Linked DNA regions of Gossypium hirsutum: region 2 is linked to region 1. A link is a contact called in public Hi-C data. All regions are on one chromosome and are shown on one strand. The core of a region is the stretch at or near the end of the contact, and the rest is flanking DNA. Distances in the headings are between cores, read along the strand shown. Region 1 holds the start of LOC107909701 (60S ribosomal protein L27a-3). Region 2 holds the start of LOC107909697 (ARM REPEAT PROTEIN INTERACTING WITH ABF2).

Region 1 (6,925 bases), core at 3,150-5,649:
AGTGCGCTTGCTTCTTGGCTATTATCTTCAGTAAGTCCAGCAGTTCTCCCTCATTTAATTGGCTTGGACACGAATGCACAGATATGGAATGCTATTGTATCTCTGTATGGAAGCAAATCTACCTCTAGGATGATGTTTTATCGTCATGCCTTGCACTCACAACGCAAGGGGGATCTTTCTATGCGAGAATTCTTAATGAAGGTTAAATTCTTTTGCGATAATTTGGCTGGCTGTGGGGAGGTCATCAGCAATCATGAACATGTCACAGCCATTTTAAATGGGCTACCGTCTGAATATGAGTCTATTGTCTCAATCATTGTTGCTAGTCCAACTCCGTACAGTCTTCAGATTGTCACGACCATGTTGGTTGATGTTGAATCTCGACAACAAGTCATGGTGGCTGAAGCTCCTAGCTCTGCCAATCTTGTTTCTCAACAGCCTGCTGAGTCTGTTACTAGCAGGTCAACACCACCTTATCAACCATCTAACTCTCGAGGTCGTGGGTGTGGCCGTTCTTCTAGCACGCGGGTCCAATGCCAACTGTGTGGAAAAATAGGACATCTTGTAAACCGTTGTTATTTTCGGTTTGATGCGTCCTACAAAAGCACCAACTACAGACCTCCACCACAAGCGAATGTGTGTATGTATGCACCTACTGTGGTTCTACCTTCACCCAACTGGACATGTCAAGTGCCTCCCTCGTCTACCTGGCCAAATCTTTTTGCTGGTAACACAGTACAATAGGTTTCGTCTGTGGTTGTGTCTGCTTCTCAGCCTCATGCTTTGGTGGCTACCCCTGACACTGTTGGAGATCCTACATGGTATCCTGATTCTGGGGCAACTCATCACCTTACTCACTCGGTTGAATCTCTTGGTGACAACACGTCTAGTCATGGGCCAGGTAAGGTCTATGTTGGCAATGGTAATTTTCTGCTTGTTTTATTCTCTGGTCAGTCCTCTCTTCTTACTAAGACACAACCACTTTACATGAAGTCTTTGCTATATACTCCTGGAATAACTAAACACCTTCTTTCTGTGTCTAAGTTCACAAGAGATAATCAGGTGATGTTTGAATTCCTTCCTACACAGTGTTAAGTGCGTAACTTAAAGACTAAGGAGGTACTTCTTCAGGGTTCCATGCATCATGGCCTGTATAAACTTCATCTCAGAAATACTCCTAAGAATGATCAGTCTATTCATGCAGCTTGTTGTTTTCAAACTCATGCTTCAGTTTCTCTAAGTGTGTGGCACACTAGACTAGGTCACCTTTGTAAAAATATATTGTTCAATGCCTTACAACGTTGTAATATGCCTTTTGATGGAAATAAAGATTTGTTTGCATGTGTTGCGTGTCACTTAGGCAAAGACCACAAACAACCGCTACACTCAACAGTGTCTCAATATGTTGCACCCTTGCAGCTAGTAGTAGCCGATGTTTGGGGTCCAGCTCCAGTAACCTCCAATGGTTTTCGCTATTATATGGCATTTACTGATGCCTATACCAGGTTTACATGGCTCTATTTGCACAATAAGTCTGAAGTTGTTACTATGTTTCCTCATTTTCACAAGCAAGTTGAGAGAGTTCTTAGGTTGAAGCTTCGAACACTACAAACAGATGGTGAGGGTGAGTTTCCCTACACATCAGTTCCTTCTCCTGGTCAATCTACCTTATCTTTGCCTGCCTCTCTGTCTAACTCACCAGCCTCACCACAAACTGTTCGGCCTACCTCTCCCATATCTTCTGGTTCCCCGACTACCTCTATGTCTCACTTACTTGTTCCTATAGTCCCACCATCTTCTCATCCCATCCCACAAAACTCCCATGCTGTGATCACTCGCAACAAAGTTGGTGTCTTCAAAACCAAGGTTTATCTCAATAGCGTTGACTTATCGTCTGACACTTCTACTGATATTCATGTTGCTATGACTCATAAGCACTGGAGAGATGATGTTCTTGCTTAAATGAATGCTCTCGTCAGCAACAACACCTGGAATCTTTGCCCGACCTCTTTACAGCGTCGAACAATTGGTTGTAAGTGGTTATTTAAAATAAAGAAAAAAGTTGATGGCACTGTAGACATGTACAAAGCTCGATTGGTAGCTAAGGGCTTTTCTCAGCATGCAGGGACTGATTTTTGGGATACGTTTAGTCTAGTGGTACGGGAAGTTACGATAAGAACAGTGCTTGCTATTGTTGTGATGAAAGGGTGGCCACTACGACAGGTGGATGTGAATAATGCATTCCTAAATAGGAAGCTAACTGAAGAGATTTTCATGGATCAACCAGCTGGTTTTGATGTGTACGGCCCCAATGGTCAGCAGCTGGTCTATAAGCTGAATAAAGCTTTGTATGGTTTACGTCAGGCTCCCCGTGCATGGTTTCACACACTCAAACAGTTTTTGGTAAGTCAACTGAGTTTTCATGCGACACAAGCTGATCCCTCTTTGTTCATTCATAGGTCTGGTGACAGTCAGATGATTCTTATGGTCTATGTCGATGACATAGTCATCACTGACAGCTCCCGTAAAGACATTGATGATGTGGTGCATCAACTTCACGGTCAGTTTGCTCTAAAAGACTTGGGACAGCTTAGTTTCTTTCTTGGCATTGAGGTTCAGTCCATGTATCAAGGACTGTTACTCACCCAGCGAAAGTACATTCAAGACATACTACGAAAAGCAGGAATAGAGGGTGTAGCTGCCACACCTACCCATATGGTTAGTTTTCCTAAGCTGGTTGCTTCTAATGATGGTCAAGCGGCTGTCGATGGACACCTTTACCGTAGCACTATTGGTATGCTACAATATCTATGTATTATACGGCCTGACTTATCCTTCTGTGTTAATAAACTAAGTCAATACATGAATTCACCTAGTGAGGTTCATTGGAAAACAGTTAAACGAGTTCTTAAATACCTAGCTGGAACCATGGAACATGGGATATTTTTCTCCAAAGGACAGTTTAAACTGGTGTGTTACTCAGATGCTGACTAGGCCTCTTCAGTTGAAGGCAGGCGTTCTACCACAGGTTATGTTATCTACCTAGGGCCAAACCCAATAGCTTGGTGCTCCAAGAAGCAAGCTGTTATGTCCAGGTCGTCTTCAGAAGCTGAATACCGCAGCCTGGCAAACTGTGTATCCGAGCTCGTGTGGGTTCGACCGCTACTAGAAGAGATAGGGGTTCATATAGAATAGCCACCAATTGTCTGGTGTGATAACACGTCTATAGTGTCTATGTCTGCTAATCCAACGCATCATGCAAGAGTTAAGCATGTTGAAATAGACTATCACTTTGTCTATGAGAAAGTGGTTGATGGCTCACTACAAGTCAACTATGTTCCATCATCTAGTCATATTACAAATGCTCTTGCTAAACCTATTGCTCCCAAGAAGTTTGCAGGTTTTCGAGAGGCACTTCAAGTTACAAAAAAAGATATAGTGACTGAGTTTAAGGAAATTAAAAGACCAGGAGAATGTTAGAGTAATAAAAGATAGTTGGTTAGTCGATAAGCTGTTAAGCCAGCAGTTAGTCAACAGTTAGTTGGTTAAGAAAGTTAACAGTCTATAGTCTTTGTATAAATACATGAGTTGATCTTCCATTGCAACACAAGTTGATAATATTCATCAATATCTATTATCTGTATAATTCAACACTGACGATAGAGATAGCACGAACAGCTAATAGCAATCTCATTAAAGTATCAAGAATTTCCCCATCTTAACTTAAATCAAGCAAATGCAACAGAGCAAAACACGAGAAAATAAACACCATACCATATATTGTTGAAGCAAAATTAAGAATGTTATTGTAAAATCTCATTTCAAAAATTAAGTCCTAGATGATAATATAAGAGAACAAAAAGCAAAAACCCTAACCTAGGCAGTGAGAACAACCGTCCCATCAGCCTCCTTAATCTTCTTCTCAGCAGTCTTAGACACTAACTTAGCCTTAACCACCATTGGTTGATTCTGGGGCAGCACACCTTTTCCCAAGACCTTAAAGTACCCAAACTGGGCCACGTCGATCATCGGCGCCGAATCCTTGTTGGCCTTTGCCTTCACGTCTTGTGGGACGAGAGACCAGAGCTTGTCGATGTTGACGATGGGGCAGTAAAACTTGTTGCGGAGTTTGTGGAAGTACCTCATACCCACTTTCCTGAAATACCCAGGGTGGTACTTTTCGAAGAGGATCCGGTGGTAGTGTATACCTCCGGCGTTTCCTCGACCCCCCGGATGCTTGCGGTGCTTGCCCATACGGCCATGACCGGCGCTCACGTGGCCGCGCTTCTTACTGTTCTTCTTGAAACAGGTTGTCATTGTTAGACACTTGGATTGAACGGGACTTCTGTAAGCGCGGCTGATAGATGAGAAAAATGAAAATAGGTTTTTGTCAGTTTTTATTGTGTGGTGGACAATGGTTTTTTTGCATTTTAGGGCTTTGTGATTTGATGGATCTAAACAGGGGTTGGCCCTTATCACGTTGGGCTTAAAGGGTGCAAAATTGATTTGGATCTTAGAATTGTGATTTTTTTTTATTTGGGAAAATATATAGATAAATTTAGCATAGGAGATATTTTGATTTGGGTTGGGCCTTAAGGCTAGTTTCACACTTACTCGGCTAATGTGTTCACTACTAATTTAAGTAAACTAAATCATGTTTCTTTTGCTTTGTTGAAAGGGTTGTAACAAACAAATAATTACAGTTTTTAAGGTAGCGTTGCAGCCTACAAATTGCCTCGCGATACCATGACAATCAACTGAACACGTCGTTGCATTAGCCATGTGGATTTCAACACGCTCACTTCTGGTGTACATTTAAGAGCAGGAAAATGAAAGCCCTCTCTTTGCTGAACCTCAAAGTTACAGCCTTGCCTCCCTTCACGGCAACAGTTTTATTTTCAAAGTTACAACTATGGTTGCATTGAGAAATTTTGGTTATTGTTTTATAGTCATCTTATTCTTCACTCACTGCTGTATGTATTGTTTCAGCTTCGCCTCAAATGAACACTTAAATCCCTGTGGTACCAAGCAAGAAATTAACCTTATGCCTCACTCACTTCATGCATTTCTCATGCTCAAGGGTAGACGGTAATAATACTAGAAAATAAAGAAAACTCGATCAAAGTATCGTCTTCAAAATAATTTTATCCTACAAAGTTTAGATCCCAAGATACCAATTACAAAATATGATGGTCACCAAGTGAATTACCAATTTATGGTCCATAATAAATGTCTATTTCTTTCCCTTCTGCATCCATGAACTTTAACATAACTTCTTGAATACGTAGGACCACATTAAGCAATGGCACCACATATAACACACCATTCCCAGATTAGTAAATTGCTAATGTCAATGAAGCAGGGCAGCTAAGACATATGCTTTTCGTACTTTCATTTTGGTCTGCAACACCTATTAATAAGCTGGGTTTCAGCATGGAAAATGGGGAATGGCTCAACTAGGGGTATAATCGAACCGAGCTAAGCCCAAATACTGCCAAGCTTGGCTCAAGATATAATCGAGCTCGATTAAGCTCCTTTACCAATTTCTGAATTTGAGCTCAAGCTCAACTCATTAATTAAGTTTAGGGTTAATAATTATATTAAGGATAATAGCATAATTTAATAATATAAAATTATGAAAAGCTCAATAAAACTTACGATCCGTTCAAGTCAAGTATTACTACGCTCGAATTCGGCTCGACGGAGAGCTCGACTCAATAATTACTAAAGCAAGTTCAAAGTTTTTTCGAGTTGAACTCGAGTAACTTATGAGCACCAACTGATTGCATCTTAGACCATTAAAATTTATTCCAAAATTCACCAACACAAAAGAGAGCTATCACTAGTCCCCCCATAAAATTCATCATAAATTCCATGCCAAAGTTTTGAACCGCTTCAAACTATGCAGGAAAACCTTAATCGCATACATCACATACAACAAGCCATTGCATCCGGGGCTAATAAGTTTTCAACGTAAGTCTATGTCTACCAAAATCCATGGTATGCAACAAAACACAACAAGATGAACTACATATCTCAAAACTTATCACATATAATATCTATAATTGGGCCAAAATTACGGATGTTAATGCAAAATCTGATTTCAAAATAAGTCCAAGATAATGATATAACAGAGATGTCATTCAGATCTAAAACCAAAAGACCTAACCTAAGCGGTGAGCACAACCACACCACCAGCCTCTTTAATCTTCTTCTCAGCAGTCTAGGACACCAACTTAGCCTTAACCACGACCGGTTGATTCTCGGGCAACACACCTTTCCTCAGGACCTTAAAATACCCGAATCGGGTCACGTCGATCATCGACGCCGAATCGTTGTTGGCCTTTGCCTTCACGTCTTGTGGGACGAGAGACCAGAGCTTGTCGATGTTGACGATGGGGCAGTAAAACTTGTTGCGGAGTTTGTGGAAGTACCTCATACCCACTTTCTCGAAATACCCAGGGTGGTACTTGTCGAAGAGGATCCGGTGTGGTGCATACCTCCGGCATTTCCTCGACCCCCGGGTGCTTGCGGTGCTTGCCGATACGGCTATGACTGACGCTCACGTGGAATGTTTAGTTATTTTTATTTTATTTTATTTTATTTTATTTTACTTTGGATTTTTATAACTCTAATTTTCTTCTTTCATTACAATTTTTTAACACGGATTTTAATATTCTTATGAAATTGAGGATTTTGTGAAAACCATAACATATTTTAGGTATATGGTCCCTTTTAAATTATTTTTGTCATTAAGAGTCAAACTAATCTCAACACTAATTAAAAGTAAATTTTGAACATATTTTTTAATAAAATAAAGAAACTCCAAATAAATGTAACCATTAATGATATTAAATTCAATAACATTTGTCACATGTTAGTCATGTGTTAGTTATTTTTGTGCTCTCATAAAAAAAAACTAACG
Region 2 (7,541 bases), core at 2,724-5,223, 200 kb before region 1:
ATAAAATATTTATTATATTTTGGTACTGTTTTTTAATATAAATATTTTTTATTTGTTAGAAAATTTTTATTTTAACGTTTTTTAGTGCATTTCATGTATTATGTTTTCAATAAAAACTAATCTTAAAAAATCAAATATGAGCGAGTCAAACTTACCTTTCGTAAATTGAGTTGAGCTTAGATAAAAAAGTGAGCCCATTTTTTGAGTTGGACCGAGTCCAAACTTAAAAAATTAATCTAAATACCTTGCATGAACTCCTTACCTATGAGCACCTCTAGCATGGATATATTTATTATCATCTTAATTTTTAATGCGAACACATTTTATGAAAAATTTAGGCCATGATTGACTTTAACTTTCCAATTTTATATAATAAAAAATTAACCCTCCATATAATTTTTTGCTTCTTTTAAAATTTAAATTTACATTCTTTTTGTCAAATCACCTACAATGGACGAAAAAATTTAATATTTGTTAACTTTGTTGATGTGCTATATATATTGCCATGTAAATGAGATGTTAATATTTAATTAATTTTTTAAAATTTAAAAATGATTTTTTATAATTTTAATGATTTTTAATTTTTAAAAATAATTTTTTATTTTTTTGAATTTTTAAAATTTTTAAAAATTAATTAAATGTTGATGTATCACCCATATGGCAATATATGTGTATGCAAGGTCAGCAAAGTTAAAAAATGTTAATTTTTCTATTAATTTTGAGGTAATTTGACAAGAACACAAGCTTAATAGCTAAAAGGATAAAAATAAATAAATGAAATGTTAAAATGATTTTTTTTTTAAATCTTTGGTGATTTACCGGTCATTAAAATATGCATAATAATACATATAGTTTATAGCATTCTTAATAATTAACAATAACTAAATATAAATTAAACGATTTCATTAATAAAAGGCTGAATTAAACTCTCAAATAACCGTAAAATTGCCTCTTCCTTTTGATTGTTTTCTTAAGCTTTGATGCATGACAGAATTTATCACTGTTTGTTTTCCTTTTGGTTCCAACGATTTAACCATTCATGTTCCAAATGCTTGCATTAGAGGAACTGAAATTCCTCTAAACCAACCATTAAGTTATTCCATCAGGTCACCCGCACCACCTGTTTCTAAAACTCCGACAGCTTCATCGGATACCTCTACAGAAGAAGGGACAAAGAAAAAGGGATATGAACAATCTGGGATTAGGACAAACCTTATTTTGTTGATGAAGTAAAAACCCACTACAAAAGTCAGTTGAAAAGAAAATGAATGACCGAGGGAAAATTTTTTATCTATTACCCACCGCAATGTTCTAAAAACATAGTCTGCTCATCCACAGTAGAAAAAACAGGATCATATTCTAGTCTCCAAGTCAAAACAAGTTATGCATGAGTTGAGGTGTGATGATTGCTCACCTCATCTCTTAACCATGTAATCCGGAGTTTGATCTCTGCTCATGGGAAAAGAGCACATTTCATGGTCGGCTGTTTATCTTTTTGGAAAGCACCCACAGCGAAGAGAATAGTCTTTGCTGTCAGCGGCGGATACCTGATTAAGACAAAAAATCAAAACAAGTCTGATATGTGACATATTCTCTAGTATATTAATCCCACAGAAGCAACTATGGACGCAATAGTAATGTGAGAAGCACAGGGAAGATTATATCACTAATTCAAGGTCCTTAAAAACAAACAAAAAATGAAATTATTCGCAAACAGTTTTATGTCCACTATAAAAAGCATTGAAGCATCTAAGTATTTTGATCAGTGTATAATTACTTAAGCAGAAGCCTGTTTACTTTGATAACACTACTCTTTATCTTTTCCTTTTTCTAACTGATCCCAATGTGTATATTTGTGAATGTCCTTTCAGCTTGCCTTCCAAAAGTTCAAATCAACATAAGCAGAACAACAACTTAAAAATGTTGGGTGCACATTCATGGTGCAAACAATTGCCTCTGCGGATGGACTCCCGTGTGATAAAGGTTGAGCTGATATATGGCCTTTGTCACCAATTCTTTCAAATCAGGATGTTGCCCAACCACTGTTCGGTCTGCCCCTTCGAGGGCAGTCAAAACCCTAGCTTGTTCCAAAGCCTCATTATCACCAGCATGTATAGCGAGGTAGCAGAGCAGAACTACTCCGTGCAGTTGTGCCTTGTCACCGCATCTAAGCAATCTCATCAAAGGTGGAATACCGTTGAATTCGATTATCGACTTTGAATGATCCATACAGAGAAAATTCTCTGGAGATGCAAACTTCTGCAATGCAATGGCAGCTTCCACTGCTACTTCTTGATCCTTATTACCAAGTTGTGTCACCAAAGGACCGATCACTCGAGTCTCCCGAGCCGGGAAAGTCCTTGCCAATGAACCAACTGATCTAATAGCAGGAACTTGCAATATAGGACTATCCAATTCCTTGGTCACCCTTAAAAGCTGATCGATAACAGCCTTAGCAGCGGGGGAATTCGTCTTAAAAGCTGCACGTCTAAGATCGGAATTGGATTCAGCAGCAGCTGTAATCTCCATTATTGCCATCAAACAATTATACTGCAATTCACCTTGTTCCTTCTCCACCAATTTAGCCAAGCAAAGCAATCCTTTTGTCTCAGTTATCCTCCTACTATTTGAAACACTGCCTTTAGCAAGCATCCATAAAGCTTCAGCACAATTAATTTTCAACTGAAGTTTAACTTCAGGCTTCTCATTTTCTCTTTCTTTCCTATGATTTCCTCCCCTACTACTCCCTTCCATATGCAAATTCGAGTAGGAGTTCGAATACGGTCTATAACTATAGTTTCTCGAAGTCGATCCAGCAGAAGAAAATTTCTGATCGAACTATAGAATGAATGCTTTGCTTACCCAACTGTGTCTTAGAATCTTCCACAAAAGTCTCGAACGATAACAAAGTGACCAACGGCCTAATCACATTCTCTCTGGCGAAATCCTCTTGAGCCACAGGGTCATGCTCCGCCATTCTCACCACTAGTTTTGCTACCGGAATTTGAACCTTCATAAGGGAATCTCCCAACACTTGAACCACAATTGGAACCCCCATTTCATCGACAATACTCCTAACTCTTTCCTGCTCGTTTGCTAAAACAAGAAGCGCATTAGCCGCTGCGATTTGGGCATCCGCTGAAGAGCTTTCTTTGAGAAGCTTTAACAAAGGAGGGATGCCGCCTTCTTCGACGGTTATCTTTTTGTTTCGGTCGTTGTCTCGAGCGATAGACGCGAGGTTATTAGCAGCTTCAATTCGATCGGTTAATTGGCCCATTTGGACGGTGGCGATGTAAGACCAAACCCAGGAAATAATCGGGTCGTTGCTAGCGATCGGGGGGAGGGAAAGGAAGATTCCGCTGGCAGTACCGTTGTTCTCGGTGTCGAGGACTCCCATGAGCCACTTCATGTCGCCGATGGAAGCGTCCAGAAGGTTCAACACTTTGCGGAAATCGGTGGCACTCGTGATCCTCACGACTCGACGCAAGATGCTCTGCCTCTTGCACTTTCGGACTAAGGTGAGGGCTCGCTCTAGATTCTTGGAGACCTCGGAGACTACCCGGCGAATCGGGCGTTCGTAGAGGGCTTGAACCGAGGTGGTGGAGCGGACCAGGGTTCGAAGCATTTGGGAAAGCCGATCTACTAGCTTCCCCACCTCCCCACAATCAACTTTAAACGACTCCGCCTCGTCCGCCGCCGCCCGAACTCGCTCAGCTAGCATAATCGGATACGAAAGCTCATCCTCGATTCTTTTCTCCTCCGCCGATCCCATCATCAACTCAATGAGTTAATACGTTTGGTGAGTCCTGGGCGAGTCAAGAAGTAGAAAATCAATCAGCCTTAGCTAGCTGCTACTGACGTTTCTTTTAGGAAGCTCCTCCTCTTCTAGGGAATTGTGCTGTTTTTTTTACACCATTATTGGTATCCCACTTTCCACGCAGCGCGTGAATGGAAAAACAACGATAATAGTAAATGATAATAATAACAAATTAAAATGCACCAAAAGAAGATGACGAGGAGTCAATTGATTAAGTTTTTTACATTTCGTAATAGGAAGGTGAAAAGCACTTGCTCGGAAGCATCACTTGAAAATTATTCCTTCCTTCCTTTTCATTTTCTTTTACTGGTTTCCGGTCAAAGCATTCTTTTCCATCTATTTTTAATTTATATTACTTTAATTTTCCAATTACTTTCGGACCATCTTAATTCATACTGCAACTCAACACATATTCTGATAATTAATACAACTGTAAGACAAGGGTTGGCGTCACATTTTTTAGCCCATATAGACAAAAATATAAAAGAATTATGAGACTGGAAAGAAAGAAAAAACCCTTAGCCGTTGACCCGATGATGTTGTAGAAAAGATAAACAGAGTGATGAAAATTTTGAATTGTTGACCACGCAATTTGTGTTCTATTTTCCGTGCTTAATTACTATTTTATTCATTAGTTTTCTAACAAGTGACTCAGACATTCCTTGACTAAGCAGCCCAACACCCCATCAAATTATTTGATGATGAAATCTATTGAGCAATCTTCTGCAATTAATAAAATAATTGCATTTTTAAGGGAAAAATGGAGTGATAATTTTTACGACCACCAATATACTCAGACAAGAACTATCATTATTATTCAGAGGTTCAAACTACATTACGATTCTTTAACAGTAAGATAGAAATGTTGATGCTTATTTTAGTACTAAATAATATGGGGCATATGGCTCAATTATTGGATCTTTGATGAAAATAATGTTGCTCACTGCTGAACTCCCTTTTGAACATATCAATTCAAAGGCTTAGCAATTATAATGTCTTGGATAGAGTTCGTTGACATATTATTTTCCTTACATGCATACATGGTGGGTAAAGTAGCATGGAGTTGTATGTAGTTAAAGTTTGATTGTATTTTGTTTTTTCTACTTAAAAATTAGATAAATTCATCTTTTTTATTAAAAAAAATTATTTATTTGTACTATTAAAAACTAGTATGAATGACGAAATAACTTGACAATGACATGTGTATGCCACGTATATCTCATACTGACGTATAAGAACCAATTTTTAGCAATAAAAATGAATGAAATTTATAACAAAAAGAATTACTTTGCTTTTTGATATAATGTATATAAACTAATTTGCCTCTTTTTTAATAGAGAAAGAAAAATGCAATCCAACTCTAAATACAAGGACTTTCATGATACTTTTATTATATACGATATTAATTTCTCATCAATTATGCATTCACATCTTATTCAATTTGTAAAATAAATTATAAAGCTCAATGAATTAATACGAACAATATCTTAGAAATAAGTGTTTATTTAGTATTATAGTTTATTCTAGTTTATAGTGATTGGGGTGTCATTGAGCTAACCCAAGCTCAAACAATAAGAAGCTCAAGTTCTATTAGATATTCAAGGGTTGAAGTTTGGCTAGCTCAAACTTGATACTAAGATTGAACTACTAACTTTGCTTAATTAGGCTTGTTGATTATGCGAAACCCCCTCCCCTCAATTCTCATGTTTGATTTCAAGTTGGATTATTTATGCTTTTTGAGTTAAAATTAACTTTTCAATACTAACTGCAATATGGGTCCACTTATTTAAGCTAGGCTAGATAATGGTCGATTGAATTCAAGTTATTATTCTTGTTGTCCATTTTTTTTATAGCTAAAGCTAAGTAATTTGCAAATGAAAATGATTTCTGTCCAAAATGTGCTTGGGTTTTGGGCATTTAAAAGCTCAAGTTTACTCTCATAGAATTTTAAAATAAAATTTTAATTTTTTTTCTCATGTAAAAGTATTACTTTTCTCTATAAAAGTATAATTATTATGTTTAACTTCCCAATATACCTAACTCAATACTCATTAGTTAACTTATTTATTTTTTATTTAAACCCCCCCCCCAAAAAAAAAGAAGAAGCATAATTTAAGAAAAATTGAAACTTAATGAAATTTATCTTCTGTACTATTAATTAATGAAATCCATTTCACCGAAATATTACACTGAATCTTAAATTGATCTATTAATCTGAAAATGGAGTGAACAAGTTCAATTCATATTTGATTTTTTTATTATATATTTTACCCATCATTTTAAAGTTTAATTCATATTAAATCATGAAATCTGCCCTTTTTCTTTCTTTCTTTTACATCCCTAATATTCTTTCTATATAAACCAAGTTTATTTTTCTCTACATCATAGCATGCAATGGTGGAGCCACACGTAAAATTGTGAGGTCAATTAATTTCATAATTTTTTAAAAAATTACTTTATAAAAAGTAATATAAGTAGTAAATTAAGTTATTAACCCAATAGCAATATTTTCTTTCAATATTCATAATTTTTTTCACAAAATTTTCTTATTCTCTCATACTCTCTCCATAATTTTTACAAGATAAATTATCAATATTTCAATACTTTTAAGTAGGTTTCTCTAATTTGATAACAATGCTTCTTTTCTTTTCAAGCTTTATCGATTCATCTCTAAAAAAAAATTAAAATTGTGGCTTTACTTGTGATAAATTAGAATTTTTATGCAAGATTAAGTTTTTTTTGATGGAATAATTTTGGGATAATGATTTTGTATAAGATTACTAATATCTTAATTGATTTATATTTTTTTTACAGAATATCAATACAAATTCTTGAAGAAATTAGGACTGGTTGTTTGTATAATATTGTATTTATTGAATATAGATTAAAAATTATCGTTGTTAATGTGATTTTGTACATATTGTGTGTTCATCTTGTGTTTTACATATTGTATTACGTAATTAATTATAGTCATAGTTGGTTAATTTGTTACAATTTCAGTTAGAATGTTAGTTAGCTAGCCATAGTTGGTTATATATTCATTCTTGTAAACTTCATTCATTAATGAATATTTTTCCAACAAATTCTTTCTTCCAATATGGTATTAGAGGCCTTCTCTTGATTTTTTTCATTATTTTTTTGTTTTCCTATTTCATTTTCTTGGCATTTTCTCACCAACCAACCAAACATTTTATTTTATTTTTGATTTATTGAGTTTCAACATGGTTTCTATGACTGATCAATTTGACAATGGTAATAATCTTTATTACCTAAGGTTCTGATAACCTAAGGTTGCATTTGGTTTCTCAAACATTATTGTTTGACAATTACAACACTTGGCATCATTCTATGATTATGGCGTTATCAACCAAGAACAAATTGGGTTTTGTTGATAGATCTGTTGTTTGACTGGAATCTTCTTTAGTTGATTGTCTCAATGCTTGGACACGAACGAACAATCTTGTCACTTTATGGATTATCAATGCTATTTCAAAGGATATCGCTGCTAGTTTATTGTACCATACTTCTACAACAGAGATTTGGAAGGATCTTGAATGTAACAGCCTGTTTTTCAGAGGTTTCAAAATCTTGTTCTTTGATGATCGAATCTGTAAGTATTATTAATTAATATTTACAAATAAATTATAATATTATATTAAATTGGATCTAATGAATTTGTTAACTGGATAGTTAGTTTGGGTACAAGTGTTTTGACCATAAAGTC

Evidence for each region. A called contact is a pair of places that touch in the nucleus more often than the background predicts.
Region 2: a Hi-C map of leaf shows a contact between it and region 1, with 2.5 times the contacts expected there. The contact joins the promoter of LOC107909697 here to the promoter of LOC107909701 in region 1. A contact is called at or near these places in 5 of 34 Hi-C or Micro-C datasets (all in leaf).

The regions. Positions count from the first base shown.
Region 1 is chrD02:60,150,613-60,157,537 of Gossypium_hirsutum_v2.1, reverse strand. LOC107909701 (60S ribosomal protein L27a-3) reads right to left here and starts at 4,399. Exons shown (of 1, transcript XM_041088917.1): 1 at 3,760-4,399. The coding sequence starts at 4,317. The coding sequence ends at 3,877. It also overlaps the pseudogene LOC107907867.
Region 2 is chrD02:60,347,499-60,355,039 of Gossypium_hirsutum_v2.1, reverse strand. It overlaps LOC107909697 (ARM REPEAT PROTEIN INTERACTING WITH ABF2), which reads right to left and starts at 3,973. Exons shown (of 4, transcript XM_041088920.1): 1 at 2,838-3,973; 2 at 1,778-2,836; 3 at 1,415-1,547; 4 at 883-1,156. The coding sequence starts at 3,775. The coding sequence ends at 1,936. It overlaps LOC121214747 (a long non-coding RNA gene), which reads left to right and starts at 6,913. Exons shown (of 4, transcript XR_005910483.1): 1 at 6,913-7,427.